4 separate regions of the Rattus norvegicus genome follow, and regions 1, 2 and 3 are each linked to region 4. Evidence: chromatin contacts called from public Hi-C data. All regions are on one chromosome and are shown on one strand. Each heading gives the region's core, a stretch centred on a gene start, on an enhancer-like site or on the middle of the called end of the contact. The rest is flanking DNA. Distances are from core to core; before and after follow the strand shown. Region 1 holds the start of Lrrc8b (leucine rich repeat containing 8 VRAC subunit B). Region 2 overlaps Lrrc8b (leucine rich repeat containing 8 VRAC subunit B). Region 3 holds the start of Lrrc8c (leucine rich repeat containing 8 VRAC subunit C). Region 4 holds the start of Zfp326 (zinc finger protein 326).

Evidence for each region. Hi-C and Micro-C count contacts between places; a contact is called where the count stands out from the background.
Region 1: a contact with region 4 is called in a Hi-C map of kidney, with 5 times the contacts expected there. The contact joins the promoter of Lrrc8b here to the promoter of Zfp326 in region 4. A contact is called at or near these places in 12 of 12 Hi-C or Micro-C datasets (the A7r5 cell line, the Rat2 cell line, Schwann cells and 7 more).
Region 2: a Hi-C map of liver shows a contact between it and region 4, with 2.6 times the contacts expected there. The contact joins the enhancer-like site here to the promoter of Zfp326 in region 4. A contact is called at or near these places in 10 of 12 Hi-C or Micro-C datasets (the A7r5 cell line, the Rat2 cell line, Schwann cells and 6 more).
Region 3: a Hi-C map of mammary epithelial cells shows a contact between it and region 4, with 4 times the contacts expected there. The contact joins the promoter of Lrrc8c here to the promoter of Zfp326 in region 4. A contact is called at or near these places in 3 of 12 Hi-C or Micro-C datasets (the A7r5 cell line, Schwann cells and mammary epithelial cells).

Annotation. Positions count from the first base shown.
Region 1 is chr14:4,719,500-4,722,506 of GRCr8, reverse strand. Lrrc8b (leucine rich repeat containing 8 VRAC subunit B) reads left to right here and starts at 1,431. Exons shown (of 5, transcript NM_001107204.3): 1 at 1,431-1,531.
Region 2 is chr14:4,658,356-4,661,281 of GRCr8, reverse strand. It overlaps Lrrc8b (leucine rich repeat containing 8 VRAC subunit B), which reads left to right. Exons shown (of 5, transcript NM_001107204.3): 5 at 1,669-2,926. The coding sequence ends at 1,941. Among named protein-coding and RNA genes, the nearest start is that of Lrrc8c, 40 kb to the right of the region's middle. Within about 2 kb of position 1,616, at least 34 of the 93 cell types and tissues checked have an H3K27ac peak or open chromatin away from gene starts, as enhancers often do. A contact at or near this core is called in Schwann cells, liver and prefrontal cortex, where this site is marked.
Region 3 is chr14:4,618,407-4,621,489 of GRCr8, reverse strand. Lrrc8c (leucine rich repeat containing 8 VRAC subunit C) reads left to right here and starts at 1,476. Exons shown (of 4, transcript NM_001037179.1): 1 at 1,476-1,676.
Region 4 is chr14:4,283,899-4,287,081 of GRCr8, reverse strand. It overlaps Zfp326 (zinc finger protein 326), which reads left to right and starts at 1,823. Exons shown (of 11, transcript XM_039092634.2): 1 at 1,823-1,988. The coding sequence starts at 1,973.

The DNA of each region.
Region 1 (3,007 bases), core at 182-2,681, 440 kb before region 4:
TGTGTGGGAGCCCATATATGTAGGTGCACATGTGTGTGGATGCCTTCGGAGGACAGAAGAGGGTGTCAGAACACTTAGAGCTGGAGTTGTAGGCACTTGTGAACCACAACAGAACTCTAGTCCTTTGTAAGAACACTCTGTGCTCTTAACTGTGGAGCTGTCAGGCCTCAAAATATTTTCAATGTTTACTTCCAGACTCAATGCAACTGCTACTCAGAATGAATTGGACAAAGACGGGCATAGCAGTGACTTCCAGGGTGTTTTGGGCTGGAGTTCTGACCGGTTTCTACTGGACACAGCGCAGTCTTACACACCTCAGCAGTGTGTGGAGGTATTGGGTGCCCAACTGATCAGGTGATCCAAATGCTGTCTTCATTTACTCCTCTGGGGGTGTTTTGTTACCTAGGGATGTGAACACCATAGCAACGAAGAGATACAAATCTTGCTGAATTGAATCCTTGTGCTAGAAATAAACCTGGGCAAAGGCTGAGTTTAAAGAGGAACAGGGAGTATGTGGGGGAGTTAAAGATTCTAGGAGGATGATAGAACTATTAAATCACCCAAAGTTCTGGATTTGTATTAAAAATCTGCTTAACTTGTAAGGCACACTGTTACTCTTCAGATACGAGGCCACTAACCGAAGAAAGCGGGCGGGTTAGGTGGCCATCCACAATGAAATACTAGACTGTTAGGAGGTGTAGTCCTTGTCACCTCACGCTGAAGATAAAAACACTGGAAAGAAAAAGATAGCATTTTGGAGGCCCCAAAGTTGCTTAGTTTGGCACTACGGTAAACCTCCCTCCCCCCACCTCCCCGTGGGCCCTGCAACCTTTCCAGTCACGCGACTTCAAGAACGTTAAAGGGACTTCACTAAGGCAGGCCCTGCGCGGTGCACCCCACCCTTCCTGGTGGAGTAAGTTGTGTCAATAACAAGTTTCTCAGGGGTGCACACGTGAGAAGGCCGGGGTCCTCTGCTGGAGTAGCGCGCCCGGGGAACAGACTTAAGCCCCGGTTCCTGGGTTTCTGGAATGCAGCCCCAGCTCCCGGCGAGGAGTGTGGCTGCCATGCACCGCGGATGCCAGGCTGGGCGAGGGCATCCGGGCGGCCGCATGGCGCTGGCTCCGGGAGGTGGCAGCTGCGCTTTGTGTGCAGCAGGAGGGTGAGTCACGGGGCCCCGAGGTCCGTCCCAAGGCCGGGTGGACTCTGGGGCCGGGTGGCGGAGCGATCCGGGTAAGGGTGGCTCGGAGGCGGCGCTGCGCGTTCTCGGCTCCCGCCTGCGCAGCCGGCGCAGCCTGCGCAGCCCGCGCGCTCCGCTCCTCCTCCGCGCGCGAACTTAGTCAGCGGTTCGCGCCGCCGCGCGCCCATTGGCCGGCCGCGCGCGCCGCGTCACAATGGAGCGGCTCCTGGGCGGCGAGCCGGGCAGCGCCGGGGCTTCCCGCTGAGCCGCAGCCGCCTGCGGAGTGCGGGCGCTGGCCGCTCTGCTCACCCCGGCAGGCCGGGTAGCGCGGGCCCTGGGGGCTCCAGCGCAAAGGTAGGCGGGGACGGCGGGGTCGGCGGGGGAAGGGGGCGCGCAGCAGCAGGTGGGGGCGGCAGGGCAGGTGCGGTTACCTGGTGGCGCCTCACCTGGGTCTCCCGCTGCGGGCAGGTGGCACAGTCACCTGCTAAGCGGCGGCCGCACGGCTCCCACGTTCCCGGGGAAGGGAGGGCGCGGTCCCCTGCCCGCACCTCTCCTGGATGCTGGGGTCATCTGAGGCGAGAGGAGGGGGCGACCGCACCCGGGCGGTGCCTTCGCTGTTCCCGTGGTTGAGCGCGCACCTGTGTGTCCCCGCACCCCACACCCTCCCACACACACTGCAGGGAACCCCCCCCCCTCCACCCGGGTCTCCCCGCAGGTGAGGGCAGCTCGCTCAAGGGGGTCCACATCAGGTCGTCGCCGTTTGCCCCTTGCCCTGGCGCCTCCTGTTGACAGACATTTTATGCTCTTGGTTATTTATCGGCCTACAGCTGCGATTTTACTGTTTGATCTGGAAGGGGTCAACTGGTTTCCATTTAAAGGCTCGGCGGTTCCTCCTCCTAGACTGCAGGTGCTGACAGGTCAGAAGACAAGAGGCTCAGTAATCTGTGTCCTCGACTGACTTCCCAAAGTCCGTAGGTTGCCTGTAGTCACGTGACCTTTGTGGGAGACTTTGATATGTGGTTAGAAAAACTACCACCGGGACCCCTTTGGTCCCTCAACCCCAGGGAACAAACTTAAATTTAAAAGTTAATACCGAGGTGTGGACTTCTTGAATATATCCTCCCTTGTCTGAAAACTTAACAGAAAAAAAAAAAAAACCCTGCTATATAAAGATAAGAGTGAATGTTTAAAATATTGTAAATGTGAGACCGGTTTAGATAATTTGTTCAGTGTATATTAAGAAATTAGAGACTGAGAGTGTTGGTCTGAGGGGCTTAGCGGGGCTTAGCACAGGTGAGGCTGGGGGTTCATTATCCCCCAAAGTGTTACTACTGTTGCGTATGACAATGATAATAGTAACAATAACTGTGTGATTTTCCTGGACAGCTGTGGGTTTTGCCTAAATGTAGGGCTGAGGTATGTATGGGAAAGTGTATGCTACATTGTTGCCAGTACACTCAACATGCTTCCCACTTCCTAAGAAGGCACAGTGTTCTGAGCTGTGGGCGCCAAAGTCACTTTCTGTTGCCCCGAGCCTTCCTAGTGATCAGGTCTGCTCTTGACAAGAATAAGAAACTACAGTTAATCCCCCAGGTAATGGGGCCTGTGTGATTTAAAACCTTAAGCCCTAACATGTCTGGTGCTGCTCTGAGCTAAAAATGGGGCTTGGAGAAGCCGAGTTGTCAATGAGCACACCTTGAGTCATGCTGACTTTCTCATGCCTAGTTCCCCCGTTGGGGGAAATGTAGTCTGCTAGTTAGAAGTGGGTTGACTTCTTTGAAACTCGTGTGTTCTCTGATCAGGAGGTTGTCACAGCATGCACCTCAAATA
Region 2 (2,926 bases), core at 367-2,866, 370 kb before region 4:
TTGGGGTGGAACCCGTCCAGATTGGTTTTTAGCCACTCAGTGAGATCATTGTTAAGGAAAGGTGGGGGTTCTCATTTCAGGGGGAGACACGAATATCAAAATACCATCTAATCCCGAAATTCTCGCAGTTCTGTCCGGGAAACAGATATTCGTGGAAATTATAAAGCAGGCATTCATAATGGGCATAAATATTATAATATGAGTAAGATGCCATTTTCTGAGAGCATCACATAGTATATCACTGGAAGGCAAAGTCTGCAAAAACAAACCTGGGGAATAGTCAAAATGAAAGGCAGGGAAGGGACCAGAGTGGAGATCACTCACAGCCTTATAATGCTAACAGTATGTTCATGTCCGTGCTAGGCCTGGACACCATTCTAGAAACTACAGTAGTAGTTGCCTACTACTTGCCTCCCACAAAAGAGGTTCCACATTGCTGCTGTTTCTCTGCAACAATGCCAGTCTTGAGCTCCAAATGTTAACATCAGATTCTCACTTCTTGAACACCGGTCTCTAGATGCGGGGGACCAGGAGACACAAGAATAGGATAGTGTCTGTTTCTCAAGCAGCAAGTGATCTGCTTTTCACCAAGCCAAGAGTAGAGTCCCCAAACCAAAGGAGTCCTCCAGGGCACAAGTGTTCATGGCAAAGCCCCCAGAGCCCTGCATAGGAGGGTAAGAGGGTTTGCATGAAAAACAGCCAGTGTTGTTTTCTTGAATCAATTTTCATCCCAGGATTCCTCGGTGCCTTTAGCATGTGACCACACGCTTTGCCTCTCCAAGAGGAGACTTGATTTACCACATGTATTTGAGCAAGATTCCTTTTTCTTCAGAACTTGTGGGAAGATTGAGCATCCCACAGAACACACCTTAATGAGTACTGTAAAGGGCTAACAGTCCCACATTGTCACACACCAATATAGATGAGCTTTGTGGTCCTCTATCCCAAGAGTCCGGCAGAACAGGGAGTTGATGGAATGGGATGTGCTCAGTATCTTCCTCGGAAGTCTCCGCACCGTGAATCCATTCCACTGCACATGTAGATGTCCTGCTCATCATTCAGGGCAGCATTCAGGGAGAGCTGCTCTCAAGTTGACCAAGTTTGCAGGTTACATGCTATAGTTGACATTACCTCACAGGGCTACATAAATCCTATCATAAATGTGAGGGAACAGGAAGAAGGGCAGACGCTCAGACGTGTGTGTCTGTTGAGGTAACATGTACATGATGTACCTATTCCCTTTCCCATCTTCATGTCTGCTTCTGTTGATTATTGAAAATAAGTTTTTGCCTGCCCTTGGGCGCTCTGAGCATTGCTCATTGATTACAAGTTCTTGAGGACTCTGGGGGGTCATTTATTTCTGATCCGGGACCCAGTAACTACGATTCTCCTGGTCACTGGCTTGTTCTCTTTCATCTATAAGTGCTTTCTCTTTAAGAATCACATCAGGAGTGTTCGCAACCAGTTTGTCCGCCCTCGCTTCAGGAGAGCGTGGTTGTTCACAGAGGTACTGGCCGTGGCTCCATTAAATTTACAAGCAGTGCTATCTATGCCTTCCCTCTGGAGCTGCAGCCGTGTCTTCTGAAGAAAGGGAACAGGATGTGAGTTCATGAATGTACTACCAGAGCCAGTCAAAACCGGTTTCACCTACTTCCTTTCTCCTTGTAGATCGAGATGCTACCAGACGGGCTGTTCCAGTGCAAGAAACTTCAGTGTCTACTCTTGGGAAGAAACAGCCTAACAGATTTGTCCCCTCTGGTTGGGGAGCTGTCAAACCTCACCCACCTGGAACTCATTGGCAACTACCTAGAGACACTGCCTGTGGAGCTGGAAGGGTGTCAGTCCCTGAAACGGAGCTGTCTGATTGTGGAGGACAGCTTGCTTAATTCTCTTCCGCTTCCTGTGACGGAGCGTTTGCAGACTTGCTTAGATAAATGTTAACCTAAAGATCAGACTCAAGGGGAAAAAAAAAAAAAAAAGCGATTCTAAAGCAGGGCCCCAGGAAAAGAGAACGAACTTTCCAAAGTTATAAAGATGAGAGACGGCCTGCAATTATGACACACCATAACCAAAAAATCTTACCAAATGATCCAGGGTCTGAATCAAGTAATAAAAAGATATCAACACTGGGGTTTTGTGAACAACCAATGTTTAAATTATTTGTGAGATGTAAAAAGTATACGTTGAGGGTGGATTGAGAGGCGTCGTCGTGGAAACCTTACCTTTCATGTTTTGTCTTCAGGACTCTGTTTCCACCACTCCCCCTGCCCCCTCAACCCATTACACGTTTGCATACATGTTTTCATGTGACCTTGTAACCTAATATTTAACTCCATGAAGACTCATCAGTATAAACTCCTTGATGTGTGCTCACCACTGGCTTAGATTTATATTGGTCTTTTTTTGTTGTTGTTTTTTTAAGCAGCGTGTATCACACTGGGCAGAATTCCATCTTGGCTGACTTCTCTGCTCCTTTCTCATTTCGTTGGCATCTTCATCTGGGTTTCTCTGATAGTCCTGGGATAGGGCTTACACTTGGCATTTGCCTAGAACGAGAGCCAGGATTTCTAGGACGTGTGATCTGCTGAGCAGCCTAAAAATCAATGCATTCTCGAAATGTCTTCTTGTGTCATCAAGGCCTTCTTTTACTATGTTAAGGATTTTTATATGAAATATAGAATATTTTCTACTGTATGATCTCAGATGCTACATCTGCGAGAATACTTTTTTTTTTTTTTGTAAGCAGTGAACATGTGCATCGTTGTGATAATTTAATGATTCTTGGTTTGGGCTGATTATGATTCCCGTGTTTGTATGCACTCTGCTCCAAAAACTTTTGTACTCTTGCAACTAATTATGGCAACCAATTTGGATGACAAAAGCCTTGTGTTTTGCTCCCTAACATCTTTGAGGGTTTCCTCATGAG
Region 3 (3,083 bases), core at 227-2,726, 330 kb before region 4:
CTGCTTCTTCAGTAGAACACCCCACCCTAGGTTGTTGGCTTGTCTAGGTTAATGAGGCTAGTACACTAGTGATTCCCCTAAGGCCCCAAGGGCTTTAAGGTTGCCAACAACTGCTTTGGGAGTAGAGACAGTATAGTATTTTATTCTGTAAGCAGGAAAGAACAGTTAGGAGCCTAAGGGCGGGGGATAGGCATTTCCCCCCCCTCAAGGCCCCCCCTGCTTTTTTTCTTTTTCTTTTCTTTTTTTTAATCGTGGCTTGGGAAATGATTGCCTTCTCTAAACTCATCATACAGGGGCACACAAATTTAGTTAATGGCTGCTGGCTGCCTGTTTCTGTCCGCTGCTCTTCTGTATCTCTCAGACTGCCAGGACAGAGTAATTCTCTATCCACCAAGTGCTCTGAGGACAGCCAGCTGGTTACTGACACTCACTCTCTGATGACTGCTACAGTTATGTTGTCTGCACTCCCCCCCACCCCGCCTCCAATAGGCAAATTTTCTTTTTAGGGAGCCACCAGCTTTCAAGATGCCAGTTTGTGCTTTCGAACTGTAATTGGGCAGAGGGATAGGAGGAGAAACCCACAGCTCAGATCAATGGGTAGGAGAGAACCCCTCCCCTACATCGTCTAAACAACAGGTGGTTTGGGGCACAGGGTTAACTCTTTTGCACAACACACACACACACACACACACACACACACACACACACACACACCATCCCCACCTCTGCCCACACAAAATCGTAGCGGAGTTTTCAGACTGAATGGCACCTGCTGCTCAGAGCCCAGAAGCCCATCTTGCAGGGTCCCTCCTGCTTGCGGGACACCAGGGTTGTCCAGGGGCTTGGGGCTTTGTAAACTATGGACATCGGATAATTTTTTGTTCTCCTCTGTTCCCTTCAGTATATCCCACCGTCCCCTCTCCACCCGCTTCCAGGACCTTTCACTCTCTGGGGAGGGGTGATCTCCATCCTGACCCTCTGGGAGGTCCCAGGAGGGCTATTTTTAGCAGCGGCCGCTCTGCTTCAACTTAGCCCGGGGAGGAGCTGCGGTGTAAGAGCGGATGACCGGCTCACAGAAGCCACCGGCTTTTTGGCATTGTTAGGGTTGCACACAGGAGGCAGAGGACCGCTCTTCCCTGCTGTGCCAGCCAGGTGGGCGGCTCCGAGCAGCGCGACCATCCAGCCGCGTAGAGGCTTGATTTCCCGGTGCGGAACGTGGGGCTCCGCGGCCCGCCCAGCGCAGGCCCGCCAGCCCTAGACGCCTGGTGGTCTCCGCAGAGGAGGAAGTTCCCGGGCACTGCTGCCTGCGTCACAGCGGGGCTGGCACCGCGGCGGCGACTCGGCAGCTGGCGGCGACCCCGGGGCTGGGCGCTGGGCGGCGCTGGCTGCCGCGGGCCAGGCGGCGCGCGGGGCGGCGCTGGAGGCGGCTCCGCTCGCAGGCGGGGAGGCACCGGGGAGGAGGAACAGGGCTGCGGAGCTGGGGCGTTAGCTGCGTCCCGGCTCAGAGCCCGCGAAGAGGACGAGGACCGAGGCGCCGCCGCGTCCCTGGCCGTAGCACTCTGGTCGCGACAAGCCATGAGCAGCGACGCCGCGGTCGCTGGCCGTCGCTGAGCCCAACCCGGACACAGCTCGCCGCGCCCTGGCATCCTGTTTTGCGGACACCCTCGCCCCCAGAGGTAAGGACTGGGGACCCACGGAGGGATGGAGAGGGACAGTCAGCACCCTGCCACTAGGTTCGGTTCTCTGGGCGCGCCCCAGCCTGGACCCTGCCTCATTCGCGTCTCTGCCTCCCCAGAGCTCTGGGACAGGCACAATGTGGTCGCCTGCCCGGCATGTGGTCGGGGTATCCGGCTAACACCAACCCCACCCAGCCCACGCGGGCCCTGGTGTACGCGCCAGGGAGCCCCCAGCCCGGCGACCTGTACAGCCTGGCCGCCGCAGGTTCTGGGTACTGGGGGAGGGGCGCACTAGGAGAAAACGCGGTCGCCGCAGGGATGGCCCGGGCGATTCTCCTTCCCTACCTTCAAAACCCGGGAGATGCTGGGGCCTGGTTTTCCTGCTCTTCTCCCCAACCCCCCTCGCCTCCCTGGAAGAAGCCTGAAGTTACACTTTTTGAGGAAGGAGGGGGAAAAATCGAAGGTCTCCATAGGGATCCAGAGAACAGCAGTCCGCTCACCTGCAGGTCCAGAGGGGCGGGAGGGGGCTGCTCCGCATCCCAGGACCCTGGAGGCTAGGTGTCTAAGCCAGCTCTGCGGCCAGGACCTCTGCCTTCAGCCCAAACGGAGCCTAGCAGGCTCTTGGTTTTCTCTGGTTCCCAGCATAGAGGTGTTTGGGATGGAGTTAGCCCCTAGGGAGCCTTAGGGTGTGCTCTGTAGACGCCAAAGCCTTTCTTTTTCCAGCAGCTAATGCATCCCTCCCCCCACACTTGGCTGTGTACCTCAGATTTCAGTTATTTAAAAACCCTTCGAGTTACCTTTCCTTGCAACGTCTCAGCCCACACCTAGTTTCCCATCCTTATGCGGATGTTTTATTAGAGGGTGAGGGCAAAACTTCACTGAGTTTCCAATTCCTTAAGCATTTTAAACTCACAACAAATTAGTTAGGGAACATTTTTGGGATCCCATCCTCCTTAAAGTGAAAAATAAGACTAATTGATCTTTGTGGGAGTGCCCGGGTTTGGCTGGGAGAGCCTTATTGCCCGTTAGAGGTGCTGTTTCACTTCTTCAGACTGCAGTAGCGAAAGAAGTGTGGCCTTAGCTAACGGTCACATTTCTGCCGAGTATGCAGTGCTTTACTGAAGCCGGGACGAGGATTTAGAGTGGACCAGCATTAAGATGCCACCTTGGTGACAGGGGAAATAAAAGTGATTTTTTTTTAAACCGCTTGTTTCATGGAGTTCTGCAACACTGCCAGCACCAAAGCTTTATACACACTTCTCCTTATTTTCTGATGATTTGTAGAAAGCCACCAAGCCTGGTTTTAACCTGAATTTAATAGACTTTTACTCAGATTTGCATCCCACGAGAGATAGGTAGATAGAGCTATCAGATTAGGTCTACATGTCTCTAGTCTATGATACCTGA
Region 4 (3,183 bases), core at 574-3,073:
TGTTAAAGCACCGATGTGGAAGGACGCCGCCGGGTTGGTGTATCCCTGAAGTGTTTGTGGGTGAATGGAGCTGCCGTTTGTGACCTGTGAATTGAACTGCCGATTTCCAGACAACACAGAAAGGGAGTGGCTCCAAAGAATCTTTCTAAACAGCTCCCCTCCTCCCCACCCCTGTCCTTTCTGCTGGTGGTGGTGGTGGGCTAAAAAGGAGGTTAAAAGAGTTCAAGAACCATCATTAAAAATAGGTTTTGAAAAAATTAAAGTTACACATAATTTTTAAAAAGTCTTTATAAAGGAGACACACACACACGGGGGGGGGAGGGGGGAGAACAGGGAGAGGGGGAGAGAGATACCGGGAGAAGGCAAGGGTCAGGCAGTATTTCCACCTTTTGTTTGTGCTCTGTCAGATCTACTTCTGGTTGTGTGGGAACTACATGACCAGATTTGCATCTTGATCACTTGGGCCCGAGTGAGGCTGAAGGGCAGAGAAATCAAGAGTTTTGCAGGGAGGCAGTGAGTGTCCTAGCTCAGGTAGTGGCCGCGCAAATGGAAAAGGCAGGGGCGGACTTAAGATATTTTAGGTGGCAATATGATGATCAAAGGCTCCATTTGTGTGTGGATTGGAAGTGGGAGGCTGGAGGAGCAGTATTAGTGGGCGGTTGCGCGTGGTGAACTGCCGGAAGAATCCGAGAATAAGCAGGTCTGAGAAGGGAAATTGTGAGTTCGGTTTTCAACACGTTCAGCCCAGGTGAACAGAAAACGTGTGGGAGGGGAGAAGAGAAGGAATCAGGGAAAGGGTGGAGAACCGGATGAGTCAAGGAGGGTGGAGGAGGAAGACGATGAGCAGGACACAAGGCCGTGCCCAGATTTCCGTGCCCAGATTTGGGGCTACTGTGGTACACCTTGCTGTGCTTCCCGTTTTATTTCCTGCTTCCTCCGAACGGGATTTAGCAAATGGGTTGAACCCCGAAAAAGTGCTTAGAATTTGACTTCTGGCTTCCTATCTGGTAACCAATTTGTTGTCACCGCCATTTGCTCTGTGAAAACAGAAAGAAAATTAAGTTATTTAAAACTGTGGTTCAAGACCAAAATAGTCTTCCCATAGTGTTCCTGAGTGAATACCTTTGTGTCTGCTCCAACACGATTTTTTTTTTCTTTTTTTTCGGAGCTGGGGACCGAACCCAGGGCCTGCAAGCGCTCTACCACTGAGCTAAATCCCCCAACCCCTCCAACACATTTTTTAAAGTGGAATAATCTCTGTCTCTCTGTCTGTCTCCCTCTCTCTTTCACTGTCCTTGGAGCTGTGGACTACTTTCTTCCTGCCAAATCTTTCCCATCTGCGAACTTTCACAGCTGTTTTACACCTTAAACCCCAGCAGTGGCTAGCAGCCTGTCTGGGGATAGTCTCATGATCGTTTCGTATTTGGCAATCTGGGCTCCTGTGCACGCCCCACACTTCTGTGTGTGTCAGAGGAAGGAACTCCATAAGAACTTGGAATCTCTCCTCCACACTCCTCCAGCCAACAGAAGCCAAAGGTCGCCATGTGATTTGGTGAGTTCGTGCAAGAGAAAGAAAAGTACTCCCTCCTGGACCCCGTCGCTCTTGCCAGGCTCCAACATGGCCGGCCAAACGGAGTCCTTCCAGAACATCCCTCTCCAGCCTTCCGCGCTCCCGTTTCACCTTCCGTCCGCCGCGCTCCCCAGGGTCAGGACCCAGGAGCCAGACAACCGCCTCGCTTCCCGACCCCCACGCGAGACCCGCCCACCGCCTCGCGTCCGCCAATCGAAGGCCGTTCTGAGGCGACTGGCAGGCCCGTCCGGCCCCGCCCCCAGCCTCGCTGTGGCCTGCGGCTTCCCGGCCAGTAGCGCCGCTGTCGGTCGCGCGGGCCGATCGTGTGGACACCGTCGTGTCGCGGGCGCTTGCCTCGGGCCACAGCGCAGCGCCGGGACCGTCATCCCCGCGGCGTCGAGCATGGACTTCGAGGACGGTGAGCGGCGCGCGGGGCGGGCCGCCGCGGCGGGCGGGCGGGAGGGCGGCGGGCGGCCTGCGCCGGGGGTCTGTTTACCGCCTCAAGATGGCCGTGTGGCTTTGTTCTGTGGGCCGCGCGGCGGCCGCGGGCCGGGGCGGGAGCCCCGTGGTCCCGGAGCCGCACGCGAGGGTGCGGCCGACGGGAGCCTTGCTCCCTAGGGGGTCGGCCTCTCTGCGAGCCCCGCGGCCTCGCCCGCGGCCGCCTGCAACTTCCCGGCCTGGCCGAGCGGTGACCCAGCTCACGGGGCCCTCGGGGCAGCGACCCGGTGGCGGGTGGAGCCGGTCCTCACCGCGTTGCCCCGGGCTCTGGAATCTTGCTCGACACAGGCTGCCTCGGGCTCATGCGGTGCTTCTCTGTGAGGCGAGTAAAAAGGGCGTCCCTAAGCTTAGTTCCATCGAGGTGGGCTTCGCTTCCCTCAGAAGCAAAATCTGCAAGTTATTACCACGTAGCAGACCGGGCTGTTTGATATCTCACCTGCTTTACCTGCTTGTGAATACCTCATCTGAAACAGTTCCTTGACAGTAGTGCATCTTTATTTAAAGGATGGCGGTGGTGGGGCTTGTGTATGGATGCTGCCTAAGTTAGAATTCTGGCACGGCGAGCCCCAGATGCCCTTCACGTTCAGCTAGATCGGTGCACAGCACTCCTAGTTGGACTTGCTGATTAAATAAACCGATTTGTAAGGTTGCTTTTCAGACCTCTCTGCACTAGTTCTTACAGCCGTTCTGCCCAGGGCGGTGAAGTACAGTTAATTTGACATCTTCAGACCTTGCTCAACTTTTATAGGAATCAGTGTCACGATAAAGCGATCTATAGTAGTGACAGTGTTAGGAGACAGTTTAGGATTAAACTGGGTGTAATCTCCAGGAACTAGGTATTTCTAAATAAAACCGGTCCATTTCTTGTTATGGAAGCCTCTGCCTCCACCAGAAATGGACTTTGACACTGAATAAGGTGTGATTTTAGCATATGTTGTATTGCATGAACTTCTGATTTTTGATTTGCTACAAGAAGTTAAGGTTGTTAAGTGTAAGTATAGGAGAAAGAATCACCCCTTTCGGAGTACTTTTCAGTCGCTTTGAAGTAGTTTAGCTCTTCGGAATAGCTTGTGCTTTTAGTACTGGACTGTGACTCATTCTGATGTAGGTGACTC